Regions from separate parts of the Mus musculus genome. Here all the other regions are linked to region 2. The links are chromatin contacts, called in public HiChIP or PLAC-seq maps. All regions are on one chromosome and are shown on one strand. The core of a region is the stretch at or near the end of the contact, and the rest is flanking DNA. Distances in the headings are between cores, read along the strand shown. Region 1 overlaps Micalcl (MICAL C-terminal like). Region 2 holds the start of Arntl (aryl hydrocarbon receptor nuclear translocator-like). Region 3 holds the start of Rras2 (related RAS viral (r-ras) oncogene 2).

The links. HiChIP or PLAC-seq counts read pairs in DNA pulled down with a chosen protein or histone mark.
Region 1: a contact with region 2 is called in an H3K4me3 HiChIP or PLAC-seq map of embryonic basal ganglia, with 4 times the contacts expected there. The contact joins the enhancer-like site here to the promoter of Arntl in region 2. A contact is called at or near these places in 2 of 39 promoter capture datasets (hippocampal neurons and neural stem cells) and 8 of 115 datasets of contacts at active chromatin or transcription factors (astrocytes, embryonic basal ganglia, embryonic forebrain and 4 more).
Region 3: a contact with region 2 is called in an HNF4G HiChIP or PLAC-seq map of pancreatic cancer cells. The contact joins the promoter of Rras2 here to the promoter of Arntl in region 2. A contact is called at or near these places in 1 of 39 promoter capture datasets (cranial neural crest), 2 of 115 datasets of contacts at active chromatin or transcription factors (embryonic stem cells and pancreatic cancer cells) and 1 of 9 other capture datasets (liver).

The regions. Positions count from the first base shown.
Region 1 is chr7:112,398,937-112,401,976 of GRCm38.p6, reverse strand. The region is part of intron 7 of Micalcl (MICAL C-terminal like); the gene reads right to left. The region is part of intron 1 of Gm51494 (a long non-coding RNA gene); the gene reads left to right. Among named protein-coding and RNA genes, the nearest start is that of Gm51494, 14 kb to the left of the region's middle. Within about 2 kb of position 1,551, at least 25 of the 459 cell types and tissues checked have an H3K27ac peak or open chromatin away from gene starts, as enhancers often do. A contact at or near this core is called in embryonic basal ganglia and neural stem cells, where this site is marked.
Region 2 is chr7:113,205,752-113,208,864 of GRCm38.p6, reverse strand. Arntl (aryl hydrocarbon receptor nuclear translocator-like) reads right to left here and starts at 1,400. Exons shown (of 20, transcript NM_007489.4): 1 at 1,221-1,400.
Region 3 is chr7:114,116,010-114,119,181 of GRCm38.p6, reverse strand. Rras2 (related RAS viral (r-ras) oncogene 2) reads left to right here and starts at 1,401. Exons shown (of 6, transcript NM_025846.2): 1 at 1,401-1,786. The coding sequence starts at 1,679.

The sequences.
Region 1 (3,040 bases), core at 302-2,801, 810 kb after region 2:
ATTCTATTTGAATACAGGGTTAACATTACCTTTGGCTCCAACCCTATGGTCCACCTGTACTGGACAATTGCGGAGATCTCATTCCTCCCTTGAGCTGCTTCCTCAGAAATCGACCACACGGGACAGCTGGCAAGGAGTGTAACCTTGGACTCGATGCTTTTCCATTCAGAGACTAACAGAGATTATCTAAAGGGCATCTGCTCCCCAGACCCCATTCCCAAATGATGGCGAACTGTCAACAGGCAGTCCTCCACACCACAGGCTTTGTCTGCTTGTCGATCTGTTTCAGTCAGTTGCTATTGTGCTGGGAGTGACAATAAGAATCTACTCTGGGGACAGGAGGGTCGGCTCGGTAGGTAAGAGCACTTGCTGTTTGGTGACCGGCAACTCACAACTGCCTAGGACTTCAGCCCCAGCAAATCTAATTCTCGCTTTTGGCCTCCATAGGTACCTATGCACACACACACACACACACACACACACACACACACACACACACATCTCTAAAACAACAACAACCACCAAACAGGCCAGCTGGTGAGATGTCACTTGCTCCAAGCTTGATAACCTGATTTGATCCTAAGAAGCCATATGGTAGAAGGAGAGAACAAACTTCTACAAGTTGCCCTCTGTGTGCCATGACAGGCCATGGCATGTGAGTCACGAACACACATGAAATTATAAGTACATCAATGTAACATGAAATTTCAGAATCTACATGAAGTTATTCCTCCTCTTTTCCCGCTTTCCTTCTCTTTCCTTTCCTTCTTTGTGAGACAGGTTTAGTTCAAGGCTGGCCTTGAACTTCTCATCCTCTTGCCTCAGCCTCCTGAGAGGATTTCAGGCTTGAGCCACTAAGCATGACTTCCTTCAAGATCCATATATGGTCAAACATGTGAAATCTGTGGCCTATATGCATGTAGAAATCAGCTTAAACTCATCTGGAGGAGAGAGTTAGTTATAAATGTACGTGAATGAATGGATAAACAGATGGACTCGAGCTAAGAGAAGACCAGCCACCTGGCTGGGTTTTATAAGGATGGAGAGAAACTCAAAACAAAAGAGAAGAATCCATCCTTGTGAAGTTCTAAGATGTGATAGGCCCATTAATCAAGTGCTTCACTTAAAGGTGTGTGTGTGTGTGTGTGTGTGTGTGTGTGTGTGTGTATGTGTGTACTGGGACTTGGGGCTCACTAATATGACTGAACTGTCTGGTTAGCCAGCCCCAGGGTCCTCTTGCCTCTACTTCCTCAGCATCAGGATTGGGCTGCCACATCAAGGGTTTTATGCGAATGTGGGGATTGAACTCTGGGCCTCATCTTCTCTTCCCTGCTCCGCCATTATCATTTCCTCTTTCATCTATCTCTACCATCTCTAGAAGGCAGGTTGATTTATTAGTCCCATTTTACAGATGGGAAAATTTGAGAGATTAGAAACTGCAGAATGCTGATGACGTCAAGTTGCATTCGGGGACTCCTGACTCATCTCTGTGCTCCGTCCAGAATCCCACACTGGCACATAAGGCAGGAAACTGGCATTTCTTGGGTTCCTCGGCAACAAAGATGAAAACCACAGAGTAGCAGACAAATTGTTTCTCTCTTCCTGGCTGGGAGAGCCATTAAATCATTCATAATGTGTGTGCTGCTGCCCTCTGCTGGCAGCCTCCAGCATCTACATTGTCTTTGCTAGCCTTGTGAAGGAGAAACTGCTGGCTGAAGTGGAGGCTGTGGGAGATGGACCTTGCTCACCCGGCTTCCCCGGGAATAAACCTTTCATCCTTTGAGGCCCCTCTTCTTTTGCATTTGATTTCGCCTGTCTGCAGATGTGGAAAGAAGGATGAGACTTCACCAGACTACCTAGATCCGCATGGTAGTCTTTTGCAGGGGCATACTGTGTGATTCCAGCATTTAACACTGTCTAGTGTCTCAACCCAAACAGTTCCAAATAGGTGACAAAGTCAGGTCTGACTGTCCACAGGTGGGACTCAGGGCATCCAGGTCACTGAGTATGTGTGTGTGTGATTTAGACACAGGGAACCACAGGAGTTCTGTGTTGCCTGGGCCAAGATACCTGCCACACGCATAGACATCCAGTGTGTCCTGATTTGTCATCTGGGTGGATGGTTAGCTCTCTGCTTCACTTTGTTTCCTTTTCCTGAAAAAATTGGGGCAGGAGGACCCTATGCTGGGGTTGGGGTGGGAGCAACTCATTTCTGACTGTTGGGGAACAAAAAAAATTAAAAGAAAGCCAAAATTGTTGTCATGACAATGGTGAGCTCATTTCGCTCAGACGTCAGGGTCCTTGGCCTGCACCCCCCACCCTGCTCCCCTGCACAGTCCTCTAATTCAATGGGCCTGATGAATAACTCCCAGGCACAAAAGACCCTTTCAGGCTATCCCCAGTCATTATAGAGGGGCCTCGCCTAACTGTCGCAGCCCACTCCTTGTTTGCAGGCCTGCCTCTAAATTTGGTTATTCACAACCTTGATCATTCAATATTATTGCCTAACTGTGATCATTGTCTAATTATCCTAATAATACCTATTAAATAATTCTCATTAAATCACTTGAATGGGAGCAGCAGAGGCCAGCTCAAATACAACTTAACCCAATAAAGTATTGGTCATTCGCTGAGCAGCAAGGCAATCTCTTCAAGGGACTATATAGACTATCGAACCACAGAGGGATATGCCTATTACCAACTGTATGTTAGCAAGTCTTCGTTTTGATGGCCTGGTTAATAAAGTTTCCTCTTGGTTTCCTCTGGGGCTGGCCTCTGTGACCTGACTTTTATGTATGTATGTATGTAAGTATGTATGTATGTTTGTATGTATGTATGTATGTATTTATCTCTAGACCCTTGTTGGTTTCCATCTGTCACCTTCACAAGGACATTGGTGAGAAATTACCTATAAACCTAACAGGGTAGTTAGTTTACTGGGGATAGAAAGGGAACAAACAGAATCCATCTTTTGGCTGGTCAGATTCGCCTTTGACAACACTGAAAGCTGGCCTCCTTTCTGTAGGTATGGCTCCACATA
Region 2 (3,113 bases), core at 151-2,650:
ATTGGTCGTGATTACAGTCTCTGATTTTTGGAAGTTAGGTGAGAAAACTTGATTAATGATTTCTTACTTTAAAAGTAGCAACTTAAGACAGGAGAGGAGCCAGATCTCAAGGGGTCAGAGGGTCAAAACTAGGCTAAATGTAGGGAAAGGACTGGAGAAGGTGCACCCCGAACAGGTAAGGGGCGATCATGTCAGCTTGGCCAGCGCAACTCTGACAGACACACACACCGGTGTCCAACGCACTCATTTCCGAACACAACCCGCTACGCGACCCCGGGGATGGCTTCCATGTGCGCCCCGAGTCTGCCTAAAATTCTATCTTTGACTTCTCCCTGCAAACCCGAGCACCCCAAGCTGTCTACACTGGGGTAATCTCCAGTGGAAACCTTCCTCTTCCCCGATTATCTGTCAAACCCGCATCGGAGTGAAGCCTCTGCTGCGCACTCCTTGGGTCTCTGACGCCTACCGGGCACAGGGCACAGTCCCCACGCCATCGGGTACCTACTCCCAGACCCAACGGGGAAGACACATCCTCCAGGACCACCCAGGTACCGGACAGCGCAGGCCCGACGGCTGTCCGTGGGCCTGGTCCAAGCCAGCCAGGGGATTCCCGGGGTCCGCGCCAGCCCCAAGACAGGCCATAGGGACGTACCAGTACGGACTCCCCGACTTGACGGAGACGCCCTCCCCGCCCCCACCCGGCTCCCGAGGGAGAAGTGTAGAAGGGTTGACCAGGCAAGCGCCGCATAGCATCGTTCTGCCCGCGTCCCGGCCATCTCCTCGGGGATCCAGAAGCTCCCGGGGATGTATCCCGGAGCTCTTCCCAGGTTCGGGTCATTGCTGCCACCCGGTACTGCTGTCTCTTTAAGAGGCCGCTGGCCGCCCCCTCCCGAGCCAGGTGGTGATGCCCGCGCGGGGAAGGTGGGCGCACCCGCTGACAGCGTCCCAGGGTCCCCCCAGTCCTCCCCCGCCCGCTGTGCAGCCCAGGCGGGGAAGATGGGGGTGCGCGGGAGCGGCGCCTTTAAGGGGCGCAGCCTCCCCGAGGCTAGGTGGGGGCTGGGAGCCGCACGGGCCCTTTAAGGCCGGCAGCGGGCACGTCGGGCAGGGCTCCCGGCGGCCCGGCTGCGCCGCGGGCGGGGGCGGTGCGCCCGCCCGGGAACTCGCGACCCCCGACGGGACGCCCCGAGACGGCTGCTGCCCGCAGCCATGCCGACACTCACCGTGGCTCGCTGCGAGCGCCCGCGCCCGCACCCGCACTCGGATCCCGCGGCGGCGGCGGCGGCAAGTCCGGCGCGGGTAAACAGGCACCTCCGTCCCTGACCTACTTTCTGCCTTCCCTAAATGTCGCACCACTAACCTACTTTCCGACCAATCCGCTCCCCGCCGGCCCAGGCCCGGCCCCCCGCCCACCAATCGCTGTGCCCAACCCCCCTTCCCCGCCCACCAATGGAGGAGCCGCGCAGCCCGGATACCTGCCTCTTCCCGTTAGCCAATCAGAGAGAGCGAACGGAGTTGTCTTGGCGGACAACCCAAACCAATTCGCGTTCTGCTCTGCGTTAGGCTAGCCAATCGAGTGACCGATAGGAAAGCCTCTGACCAATGGCAAGACGGCAGGGCTGGTTTACCTGCTACTTTCCCTTCACCAATCATTTGGCGCACAGAAGCACACGCCCCGAGGAGTGGACCAATTGGCACGCTCTGTGGATTTCTTGCCCCAGCCCTCGGTTTTCCCCCTCAGGTCTAAAGCTCGCTGAGGCCACTGCGTTGCGGACTCTGCGAGCTCGCCGTTGTCCCCTGCTCCTCAGCCGCGTCCCTGGCTAGTGACTGCCTCTCAGCTCTCCCTCCTCCTCCGTCCCCTTCCTGGCTCGCAGAACACTGAGAAAACGCCGCATCTCTTCGCCCATCCCTCTCCAGCTCCATCTAGGAAACCACATTTTAGGAACACAGAGTGACAGAACCTTCCTGAAACCCCTGGCTTGTCCTAGTCGGAACCACAGCGCTAATAGCTAGCGCATTTAGAAGACTTTTCCTTCCGACGACTAACCGGATCGCGCGTTCTTTTTTTTTTTTTTTTTTTTTTTCTCTTGACCTCCAAGCGTCCAGTGGAGCTGTCATTCCCGATCGGAAGAGAAGTCTCCCGGGGGTGGTGGCGTAGTCTGTAATTCCAACCCTCAAGAAGCTGAGGCAGGGGCATAATCGCGAGTACTGAGCTAGCCGGGGCCACAGGGTGAGACCTGAGCAAGATTCTATTACATGTTATGGACATGGCCCTAGCAAATGTACTTTGCAAAAGTATCAAAGGAGCGGGAAAGAAAGAAAAGTTGCAAAGTTGTTTGTTTGGGTGGTTAGTTGTTCTGTTGTAGCCCTAGCTATCCTGGAACTCCTGTAGATCATCAAGCTGGCTTTGAATCCAATTCACAGAGATCCGCCTGCTTTTGCCTCCCGAGGCACCACCTGCTCAGAGATTTATTTATTTATTTTTAAAGAAAGAGACAGAGAGAGGGGAGGAAGAGGAGGGAGGGAGAAATAGAGAGAGAGGGGGAGAGGGAAAGAAGTTGTCTTGTTTCTACCTTCAAACAACTGGCAAACCTTCTAAATGTTAAACTTCCTGATAGCAAGGCCACTTCGTCCTTTTTGAACCATGTGTGCTCCCTCCCCTTTAGCATGTGCTGGAGGGGCCTGGGTGGGGTGTTGGGGATAGGGCTGACACCCAGAAAGTACTCTGCAAATGTGGGCTGGATCCATGAACAAATGGGATCAAAACACTCGACTCACTTATGTGAAGTGGACCAGCTCGTGTGACTATAGAATGAATTCTAGACAGGCAGGTTCCTGGGACACAAGGCAGCATTTCAATGCTTATAAAGCCATGACCCATGTCCAGCCCTTTGCAAGGCACACAGCCTTGGTTGAAATGTGAATTGGCTTCAAGACCAAAGAACTTCATGGGTAACTTCCCACTTCCCCTGAGTTTCAAAGCAGATTTATTCTTTCTCTGTCCTGTTCTGTGAAGGAATCTCTCTGTGTAGATGGAACTTTAATACAGCATTAGAAAAGATATTACTTACAAGATGGAAATGTGGGCTGGATGCTGACCTAATTAAATGGACTAA
Region 3 (3,172 bases), core at 152-2,651, 910 kb before region 2:
ATTAAGCACTGCGTTTCTTTGTGTATATATGTGTTTGGGTGGGATGTCTGCTCGGCAGTGAAGGAACTGTGGAGGGCAGAGAACAAGTGTTGGGGGTTGCTTTTCTCCCTGCCTGTGGGTCCCAAAGATCAGGTCGGTAGGCTTGCGGGTGCGCCATCCACTGGCTCGGGCCCTTATTTGAGAGCTTATTTGGAAGCTGAGGCACAGAGCTTAAGTTCCCATCGCTATGCCATTAGCAAAGCAGGCAGGATTTGAACCAGTGTACCCTCTGAGAAGACCACAGCCTCCATCTTACGTGGCCTCTATAGAGATATCCCTACCACATCCAAGTCACACACAGTGAGTTTCTATTTATATCTGCAAGCTTGTAAACTCCCCCGAGAACGTTCAAAACCACACAACAGAATGTGTCCTTTTGCCATCTCTGGCTTCTGCATATCATGGTTTTCTTTTCTCTCTTTCATTCTTCCTATCTTTTCAGACTAGGTCTCACTCTTCCAGCCCTGGCCTGGAACTCACTATGTAGGTCAGGCTGGCCTTGAACTCTTTGAGCTTCCAGAATACTGGAACTAAAGGCGTGGGTTACCACACACGGCTCAGCTTGGTTTTCTTTCCCTGGAATACTTTTCTCCCATTCACTCATCTGTTTACAAGATTATTCCTCGGGTCTTTGGGAAAACCTTCTCTGACTAGCCAGCTCTGGGGTAAGTGCACCTTGGACCTCAGTGCTGAGCAGCTGTTGTTCTTACAATTATGTCTCACAAGGTGCCTATTGTCCCGGCTGCCTCCTCCTCTGGACTCTAAGGGCAAGGGCCTGATCATGTTCGTAGAAGCTGTGCTAGCAAGGAACACGCTCCTCCTAAAAAACATGTCACCAACCTGCAAATTTCTCACGACCCTCATACACAATTATCACACATTTTTTCACACATAGACATAGGAACAAAGATGTTACGCCCCAGATCTGTCCACATGCACTGTGGCCCCGTGCAAGCTCAATCACTACCCACTCTCTCACTGTCACTAGACTATCATATGTTCAGGTACCGCTACAGGTCTCATTTTCTTCAATCGCTGCCTTATACTTTTTTTTTTTTTAAACAAATACAGTCACCATCTGCATTCCGAAAACAGGGTATGGAGTTGAGTGAATATGACAACAGTTCTATTTTTCATCCACGCCATCACAGGCTGTTTCTTTCATGAACACGATCCCTGATTTATGCAATCACTGTCACCGCCGTCCATCTTCCCGGTTTCTTCCTTCTCCTCCCGGTGCTCTGAGGGCAGGTCTGCAGGGTCTGCTGCCTAGGGCGCTCCAGAGTCTCCGCCTGGGCGGGCGCGGCCTAGCCCCGCCCCCTCATGCATATGTAGTACCCCAGCCCAGCGGCCCGGCCCCCAGACGGCCATTTGTAGCGGTGCCGAAGGCTGCGTTCGGCTGCGCTGCAGATCCGCGAAGAAGAGCGCGCTCCCTGGCCGCTGCGTCCTCTGCCCTGGAGCCTTCCCGGCTCTCCAGCGTCTCGGGCAACTCCCAGCCGGTCCGAGGGATAGCGCTCCGCGGCCCTCCAGGCCACTCACGGACCCCGCGCGCTCTACCGCCTGTAACCCAGCCGGCCGCACTCGTCCCCGGAGCCGGGCCTAGGGCGCGCGGCGGCCGGGCTGGGCTCGGGGCGTCCCGATGGCCGCGGCCGGCTGGCGCGACGGCTCCGGCCAGGAGAAGTACCGGCTCGTGGTGGTCGGCGGTGGCGGCGTGGGCAAGTCGGCGCTCACCATCCAGTTCATCCAGGTGCCTGGAGACGGCCTGCGGGGTGGCGGCGGCGGCGGGGTGGCGCTACCTGTGGCCGCGGCGACCCCGCCCGGGGCGCGCGGGTGCGGGGCTCCGGCGCGTGCGGTGCGCGCGGGTGCGGTTTGCGCGGGGCCAGGGCGCGCGGCTGCGAGGGCAGGAACAGTGAGGAGTCGGCGCTGCGCTCCTGCCCTGCGGCCACGGCGCCGCGCTACTGCCCGCCAGGCGCCCGGCGCGGCGTCCGGGGAGTCGGGCTTCTCAGGAATGTGGCCCGGAGGGCGGAGCTGGCCGGGTGGGAAGCGCAGTTCCACCTTATCACTGCGGTCAGGGCGGGAGCCCGCGGGTTGCAGCCGCGCCGCGGTGCCGGGCTTCCTGCCCTGAGGGCCGGAGTGGGGACCCCGCGCCTGCCTCGGTGGCAGCGCTGGCCCGGGCTACTTGGCGGCGGCTTCGCGCCGCCGGCTCCCAATAGTGTTTTCTCTTTGTGTGTGTTTGAGCTTCTCTTACAAGTAGTCTGTTTGGTGGTACGTCCGGGTGGGAGTGTTTGATCGTGCCCTAGGGAAATAATGGCTTCGAGGAAGTTAAAAATGTGCTTTGATAGGGGCGAGACCATTTCCTTGGAATTCCCGGTGCCTGCCTGCTTCGCGCTTAGGTGAAGTTTGGGGTGAGCCCCGCTAGGAGGGGACGAGTATGAGTTGTGTGTTGCACCCTTCTCCCCCCCCCCCCCTATTTTCTGTTTGCTGGAGGAGGAAAGTCGGGTTGTGGCAAAGAAAAGGAAGGTGAAATTTGTCTTTAGATTTTATTCTAGGTTAAGACGCCCGAGTGATTTTCCTTTCTCTTCTTTTTGATTTTTAAAAGCAAATGCAGATCTCCTTGCTTTTGTCACCCTGAAAGGCGTGGCATATGTTGGGAAGAGAGCGCAGGTACCCTGCTAAGTAACAAAGGTATTTTTACTGTATTAAAGAGGACGGGTAGCAAAATGTTTTTGTGTGTGTGTGTGTTTGTTTTGTTTCACCCATTTGTTGAATTGATAGAGTTAAATAGCTTATTTTATTTCGATGTAACTGTGGTGTTTATAGTGTTATTAAGACGCACAGTTCCATAACCTAAATGATAATTTTCACATCGCGTGAATGAACAGTAGCTGCTCCTGTAGTAATTCATGGAATTAAAAAAGTGCTGCTCAACTTTTGTATTCAGAGAGGATGCTTATGTCATGAGCGTTGACAGTATGCTCAGTGGCGGTGGCAGCGGCAGCGGCTGCAATGGTGGGGGGCGTTGGTTTATGTTTACCAGTCTTCAGTCTGGCTTTTTGGCAGTTGTTATTTGCCTGGGACCAAAAGAGACTTAAGTGGCTGACAGCAAAACAAGTCACAGCTAAGTCTCCCTGGT